2 separate regions of the Mus musculus genome follow, and region 1 is linked to region 2. Evidence: chromatin contacts called from public Hi-C data. All regions are on one chromosome and are shown on one strand. The core of a region is the stretch at or near the end of the contact, and the rest is flanking DNA. Distances in the headings are between cores, read along the strand shown.

Region 1 (3,834 bases), core at 1,075-3,574, 110 kb before region 2:
AGAAAAGCAACATAAAAGAACAAATTTGCTCCACCCTTCAGGCTGGCGGTTGGAAGCCAGAAGCCCCAGTCCTTGATTTTACTTTGAAGCAGGATGGAGAATAAGAAAACAGGCCCTTTGGAGCCAAGTCAGGGCCACGGGGTCTTAGAGCATCCCCACCTCCTGTCTGCATCCCTTATTCCCTTCCTTCGTCCTCCTATTCTCGGCCTGGCCTTTCAATGCTCTCTGCTCACCCTCCCCAGCTGCTCACATTTCTAGGCCTTGGGAAAAAGCCCATACTTCAAAGAAAGATATTGGAGCTCAGCCTCCTCCCAACCATGACAGACCCTGTCCTGTACCAGGAGCTGTCCCTGGGAGCTGGCCTACCGAGGAACATCGCTAGAAGCTTCACCAGAAGTGATGGGTTTGCTGCTTGTGTTCTGGGGTTGAGGGCAAGAAGATTAGGAATTACCATTGGGGCAGGAATTAGACCAGAGCTGGACGGCTAGGGAAGGGGGCCTGCAGCAGAGCATAGGAGGGAGGGGAGAGAAGGGCCATATAATTCTGTAACCCCTGCCTACAGCAGAGGGACAGGATGTACCACAGTCCATGGGGGTGGGGTGGGGAGAGGAGCAGCACTGGGTCAGGAAGGCTTGACACTTTAAGCACAGGTCTTCCAGGCCCAACCCTCTCTCACTTTCTGCCTCTGACAGGCTCCCTAAACCCGTCCCACTGCCCTGTTGGCTGCATGGCTTGCTATTTTTCAACTCTGTCTGAACCCAGGACATGGGACAAAAGCCTAGTTTATTTGCTTGCATCCACCAGCCTTCCTGATGCTCAAGCAAGAGTTTCCACCAGGCCCCCGCCCAAGTGCATCAACCCACCTCTGTCCTGAAACCTGGAACTCCACAGCTAGCTTGGAGGTTACCTGGTTACTTTCTTCCTTAGCTGGGTTTCCACTCTGCCCCAGGGGTCAGATCTTTCAAGCCACAGACAGACAAACAGACAGACAGACATGGACAGACACAGACAGACAGACAGACAGACACACATGCAAATGCACTGCTTTAACCAGGACAGAGGGCTAACATTTCTAGGCATGCATGTGGCTCCAGCTCAGAGGGACAGGCTCTGACAGCCCTCTCCCTGCAGGTGTCTGTCCGTCTGCAGCTGTTTCTGAGTGTACTTGGCATGAGTCGTGCTCGGTTCCTCTGCAGGCTTTGCCTGATTCCTGCTCTCTCTCTCTCTCTCTCTCTCTCTCTCTCTCTCTCTCTCTCTCTCTCAATCTCTCTCTCTTTCGATGATGTCTGGACTCCTTTCCCTGGAACCCAACGCTTCTGTCCTTTGTGCTCTCTGTGGGGAAGGTGGGGAGCAAGGCACTGCCCTCCTCCTGGGAGCTGTCTGCTGGTCTCGGTCTCAATTCTTGCTCAGGCCAGCCTTAGAAGCAGGGCAGGGCTGAGTGAGAGACAGAGGACTACCAACATGGGCATGGCTAACACCGGCTTACATACTGCTTTATCATGGCATTCTCAGCAACCCGAGTGGGCACACAGAGTCCTCCTGATCTTGGTTAGATCTGCCTGAGGCCAGGATAGGGTCCCTGCAACCATGCCTCCCTCCCCTCCTCCACGGCACTCCATCGCTGCCCCCCCCCCTGTCTCCACCCCACCCGTCCAGGAACCAAGCTCCTGAAGACCCCAGAATAGTCACCCAGACCTCAGCACCGTCCTAGCCAGGCCTGGCATGTGCTAACACGCAACAGCATGGTCTAGCGGCAAAGTTCTGCATTCAAGGATTGCCTTTGTAGGAGACTGAGGTCTCTTTCTCCAGCTTCCAAGCCTAACCCAGACCGGTCTGAAGCCTCACCAGGACCCGCTCTCCTCCCTCCCCATCAGTTTCTCCCCTTCCCCCACTCTATCAAAACACAATATAGAAGGAAGGATGGAATAGAGAAGGCATCCACAGGAGTCTATAGGATGGAGGAAGTCCGCAAGTGAGGCAGGAAAAGAGGCAAAGTTCCCCTGTTCCCCCAGGTGCGCACATCCCTGCGCCCATCTCCCGCGGACACCCAGCGTCGCCAAGACGCAGCAGCAGCGACAGCCACTCACCTGGGCAAGGCGGCATCTACCCGTGGCGGGGAGGCTCCAAGGCCGGCTCCGCAGGGCGCCCGGGCTCCTTGGCTCGGCCACGCATCCTTCCTGGCCGGAGACAGGCTCACGCTAAGCGCTCCAGCTGCAGCGATCCAGCGAAGGCAGGCAGATGGTGGCCTCGGACCATCCACGCGGGGAGAGCCCTGAGCAGCTTATTCAGTTATATCCATGGCATTTAGCAAGAAGAAGGGGCGGGAGGGGGAGTACAACTTGTGCTCTTCTCTTCCAGATTTTAAAAAAATAAGGGGGAAAAAGGATAAAAAAAGATAATCCCTTCTAGGAAGATGAGGGTAGGATTTTCCTTGTTGAAGAACCCCCCTGGCATCCCCAGGAACCTGCAGCCTCTTGGAATGTGGGATGTCTTCAAGTTCAGACCAGTCTGTCGTGTGTGTGTGTGTGTGTGTGTGTGTGTGTGAGCAAGGCACTCACACCCACAGGCACACACACACATACACTCCCCCGCACTCCCCGCATGCACACCACTGGCCCCCCCCACGCGTGCGCGCAAAGCGCTCTCTCTCTCTCTCTCTCTCTCTCTCTCACACACACACACACACACACACACACACACACACACACGCAGCGGTCGCACGCACGGATCTGTGAGGATGCTGTGCGGGTTATGCAGGCAGCTGCGGCCAGCGGTGCAGACAGCCTTAGAAACCCAAGGCGCCCCAGGACTCCGAGGCAGAGCGAAGCGCTCTGTCCCCGCCGGGCTCTCCAGCACTGCAGCCCCCAGTGGCCGCTGGCGGAGCTGCAGTAGCTCCGGACCCCAGATCCTGCTTCAGCCGGGATCCACAGCCCCGGAGGATCCTCGGTTCTAGCAGCGTTGGTTCGGAGTAAATGGGTTGGAACTGCAGCCCAGCGGGGCCGCGAGCCCTGAGAACCCCGAGGACCCGCTTGATCCGCCGCGCAGTGACACGACAGCTCCTGCGCACGGTTATCCCCGCGGCCAGGTCGAGTCCGTACTGCCGCCTCTCGTGCAGAGTACGCCTTGCACACAGCTACCAGCCCGCCGCCTGCTGGAGGAAAATTGGACCGCGTTGGCTCGGGGCTGCGGGTGGGGTTGGTGATGGGAGGATCGTGCCCACCCAGCCCTGAACCCAGCTAGGAGCCATCACTTTGGCTCCTATAGCAACCCGTGCTAGTTGCACACGACACACACGACAGACTTTTCCTGAACATTTCAAGACTGTCTAGGCGAATGGAAGCTCTTGTTTGACAGCCCAGCAGACCATCCTCCTCCACCCACCCTCACGTGACATAGTACGATTCCGAGGTTCTAGATTAAAGCGAAATGTCTAAGGCACGTGGTAGGTAGCAGAGTAATCACTCTGGGCTGGTCGTAGGCTTAGAATCACCAAACTAGTTCAGCAGAGTCTTAGTGGCCTCTGGGCTCTCAGTGGCCAGTTTCTGGGGAAGGTAAGCCTAGGGTTTGAAGTGCCGCCGTATATTTCCCTGTAGAGGACATGAACTGGGGAATGCCGATGTTGCTCCAGCTCTTAAAACCAAGGGCAAAGAGCATGCCTCGATTCATGTCTGCTTTCGCTTGTTCCGTGCACCTGTCCCAGATACCCACAGGGAGGCACATGTGTCATGTGGATTATGTCTCTGTGGTCCAACAGTGGCTCGGCTAGACAGGGCTGTACAGAAGAACCTGTCTCTTGCCTATCTGGGCACCCCAGCTGGGTGCATACCTACTGAG
Region 2 (4,203 bases), core at 737-3,236:
CGAGAGATCCCTAAGGCAGATCGTGCCTCAAGTCCTTCCCCGGAGGGTCCTCTGGTCAATTGCCTTCTCCCCAGGATGGCAATGATAGAAGCAATTCGAAGAGAAGAAGGCAGAGGCTCAGATGGAACTTCTCGGCATGGACCAAGAGACTGATGACATCCATCAAGAGGCTCCCAGTGGGAGAGCTCAGTTGCCTCTAATGCTCTGGAGAGCCATCAACGACAGGGACTCTGCAGTTGGAAGCAGCCCCTTGCATGGCCAGCCACACCGCTCTTAATAGCTGAAACATTCTTTATATTACTCTAATTTTTCCCCTATAACTTCCATTTCCTCCTCAGGGGGGTGTGCTGGTTGTTTATTTATGTATGTATTAATTTAGCCAACTTGACACAAGCTAGAGTTATCAGAGAAGAGGCCACCTCAATTGAAAAGATGCCTCTGTAAGATGGCTTATGGCACCTTGGTGACATGGGAGGTCCTAGCTCACGGTGGGCAGTGTCACCCCGGGCAGGTGATCTCAGGTGGTGTGAAAGATCAGGCTGAGCAAGCCTCGTAGAGCAAGACCATAGGCAGTACTCTTCCGTTGGCCATGATTCAGTCAGTTTCTGCCTCTGGGTCTCTGCCTTGCGCTCCTGCCCTGACTTCCCTCCATGATGAACTACAAACTATGGGCTGACATTAACCCTTTCCTCCACAGGCAGCTTTTGCTCATGGTGTTTGCTAAAGCAATCGAGAGCAAACTAGGACAAGGGAGCTCACTAATTCTTCTCAATGGAAAGTGACTCAGAGATGGCTTTGTGCATGACCCTGAGCTGTGTGGACTCCCCACAAACACTTCTGGGGTCATTGTTTGCTTGTATTCATTTCGGGGGCTTTCCTAATACTGGCATCCTGGTCAACTCTTTCTAGACAAACTGAATTGACTGGTGCTGTGTGTGTGTGTGTGTGTGTGTGTGTGTGTGTGTGGTGTTTGTGTGGTGTGTTTGTGTGTGATGTGGGTATGTCTGTGTGTGGTGGGTGTGTGTTAATCTGTGTGTGTGTATGTGTGGTGAGTTTGTATGTGATGTATGTTTGTGTGTGTTTGTATGTGTGTGGTGTATATGTTTGTGTGTATGGTATGTATGGTGTTGCGTGTCATGTGTATGTATATGTATGTATATGTATGTGTATATGTGTGTGTGCGTGTATGAGTGTGTTTGTGTTATGTGGTGTGGTACTGTGTGAGATATAATATTTATGTGTATGTATATATGCCTTTGGGCGTGTATGTGTGTGTTTGTGTGTGTATATGTATGCATGTGTGTGTTTGTATGTGTATTTACATTACATTTGTGTTCATTTGTGTGTGTGGTGGTTCTCTGTGTGTGTTAAATGTGTGTGTATGTTGATTGTGTGTGTGTATGCTTATGTGTGTGTTTATGTATGTATCTATGTATGTGTTTATGTGTGTTTACATGTGTGTTTATTTGTATGTGGGTGGGTTTTTGTGTGTGTGTGTGTTTGTATGTGTGTGTGTGTGTGTGTGTGTGTGTGTGTGCACATGCATGTGAAGGTCAGAGGTTGCTTTCTTCACTTATTTTTTTCCACTTACTCCTCCACTTATTTTTGAGACAGGCTCTCTCACTGACCTGGGCTCACCAGTTCCACTGGATTATCTGTTAAGCTCCAGAAATTCTTCTGTCTCAGCCTCCGCAGATCTGGGATTACAGGTGTGAGGGCCCACACTTAGAATTTTGACATGAATGAGAAGGATTGAACCCAGGTCCTCTTGCTTACATACAAGCAATTCACCAACTGAGCCCCACTCCCAGCACGCCCCCTAACGCCCTTTAAAGTTATGGCACCGGAACCAGACCAGTTCTGCTGCTATCTGGGTGACTGCAGGGGACCTCTGCACAGATCCTACTCAGCAGACCTGAGGAGCCTGAGGCTCGGAGCGATGACTTCCCTAAGATCACAGCCATGACTCAGGGTTGTCAGATGACAAAGGCTGAGTTGGTTCCACTACCCAAAGTGATGACTAAGGCATTTTCAGCCTGGGGCTGAGGAAGCTTAGAGACAAGAAACCCTGAGGCCTTCCATCCACTGAGACTAAGAGGAAGACTCAGGAAAGAGAGGGGCCCTGCAGCAAGGCCCCTTTCTTCGCACAGGGCTGCTGAGCCCTGATAACTGCAATGCTGCAGCTGCTGCCACTAGGGAACGTGGCACTCAGATCTGAGTCACCAGCCCAGTACCTTCCTCTGACAGCACACCACACCCTGAGAGCTTAGTATCATCAGCAGGAAACCCCGGAACACAGAGTCTCCTTTTCTCATGATTATTCTAGTGTGTTTTAGGCAAATAGCTCGACTGAAGCTGAATAAAGCCCTCAGCTGTTCAGAGTCTGTGACAGACAGGGAATAACTTGACAATTCATCAGAGGGTGTGTGTGTGTGTGTGTGTGTGTGTGTGTGTGTGTGTGTATGTGTGTGTGTGTATACTTGTGTGCTTGTGCATGTGTGCATGATGTGTATACACGACGCAGCCTAAAACAACTCTCATATTTCTTATTTATAGGCCTCTGATATCATCTGACAGGAATCCTTTTCTTAAGTGAAATATTGATAGGTTTACTCTGCAACCTTAAGTGTGTCTCCTAAATTGCTGTAATTAAGGCTGGCAAAGCAGGGCAGCAACAAAGAGAGGAAACCTGAGATAGTGGACCACAGAACATGGATGTGCATGTGGGCACACACGCTCGAACACACACACACACACACACACACACACACACACACACACACACACACACTCATTGCTCATTTGGATTAACAATCACCAACCCCGAGCAGAGAAGAGCAGATGGCTGAAATCCTCATGATTCTTCTGAAAGGACAGCTCTGAGCCTGCTCCATCCAAGACACTGGAGCCTGCTGTATAACAGTAATCAAGGGCTCATTCCATCGGCCACCTATGCTTATCATCTGCGGCCTCGTGGCTTTCGAGGACTGAGAATCAGATCTTCCGGTCAGGAGTTGCTCATTCAGAGGGAGAATCTTAGCTCCTCCTGGAGGAAGGACACACAGGCTGTGGCCCTGGGGACAGGCCTGTTGGTACCCATGAGTGGAGCTGGATGAAAGGAACTTAAGAGGTGGGGGGAGGTGATGGAATGCAAAGGAGATGAAAGCAGGCCAGGAAAGGCTTGAAGCCAGGGGACCTCAAGCAGGACCTGACCCTCACTCTCTGGTTCATGGTCAGAGGGAAGAAGCTCCTACATGCCTGTTGATTGCCCCTAGGCCTTGGTTCTGCATGCTGGGAGCCGTGGTCCTTTCCTTATCCTTTCTGGGGTCTGTTTTTAATCTCATCTGTCTCGCCCACCTTCCTGTTCCTCTATCTCTCCCATCTTGTTCCCTCTCTCCTTTCCTCCCCTCCTATTTTCTTTCTCCTTTCCAAGGAGTATCAGAAACAGTGGTAAACATTCATCAGAAAGGATTTAATTAAAATGTTACACACTCGGCTGCAGACCGGTCGCTTCTGCAGACTGGTCGCTTTGCCAGCACCCTGTCCTCACAGCGGTTAATTATTTAAACGGAAGCGATGGTGCCCGCACTGCGCATGAGAGATTAACATATTAATGGAGGTGATTGTGCCATAGCCCTGCCAAAGCCTCAGTGGGGCTGTCCTCAAAGTGCATCAACTGTGCCTGCCCAGGTGCCCCTTCCTTCTAAAGCCATGAGTGGAAGCAGGGAGGGGCACTCTTCTTTCTGAGAACTTTCTATCAACCTGAGGAAATGGTAGCGGTTGGAGGAGAGGTGATGGGTGTCACTTGTCGGGAATACTCATTCTAGACAAGGACGAGAGAGTGGGACGAAAGGGAAACTCCACAGAGTGTGGGAGCAGGCGGGACGCAGACTGAGTGCAACTGCCACCGAATAGCTATTAGCAGCTGACAAGAGTTGCCTTAGAGATTATAAATTTGGTTGGATTGGTGCAAGATGGGAAGATAAGTCAGGCCTGGGTGTGTCTGCTGGAAGGACTGAGTCTTATTGTGTTCATTCATTCATTCATTCATTCATCCAGCTCTATATGTTCATCATTCATCTCTCTGTGTGTGCAGACAAGTCCATTGATCTGTACACGCGTGCGCTTATGCACCGGGAGGTCAGAGTTCTCTGTCTTACGGCTCCCTCGTCTACTCTCCACCTCACTTTTTGAAGCAGGGTC

What was found. A called contact is a pair of places that touch in the nucleus more often than the background predicts.
Region 1: a Hi-C map of cerebral cortex shows a contact between it and region 2, with 6 times the contacts expected there. The contact joins the promoter of Lrfn2 here to the enhancer-like site in region 2. A contact is called at or near these places in 2 of 39 promoter capture datasets (hippocampal neurons and trophoblast stem cells), 1 of 15 datasets of contacts at CTCF or cohesin (embryonic stem cells), 5 of 484 Hi-C or Micro-C datasets (cerebral cortex, cortical neurons, embryonic stem cells and 1 more) and 1 of 115 datasets of contacts at active chromatin or transcription factors (neural progenitor cells).

Annotation. Positions count from the first base shown.
Region 1 is chr17:48,931,072-48,934,905 of GRCm38.p6, reverse strand. Lrfn2 (leucine rich repeat and fibronectin type III domain containing 2) reads right to left here and starts at 2,324. Exons shown (of 3, transcript NM_027452.3): 1 at 2,088-2,324.
Region 2 is chr17:48,823,479-48,827,681 of GRCm38.p6, reverse strand. No RefSeq gene overlaps it. Among named protein-coding and RNA genes, the nearest start is that of Lrfn2, 110 kb to the left of the region's middle. Within about 2 kb of position 1,986, at least 22 of the 459 cell types and tissues checked have an H3K27ac peak or open chromatin away from gene starts, as enhancers often do. A contact at or near this core is called in cerebral cortex, cortical neurons and trophoblast stem cells, where this site is marked.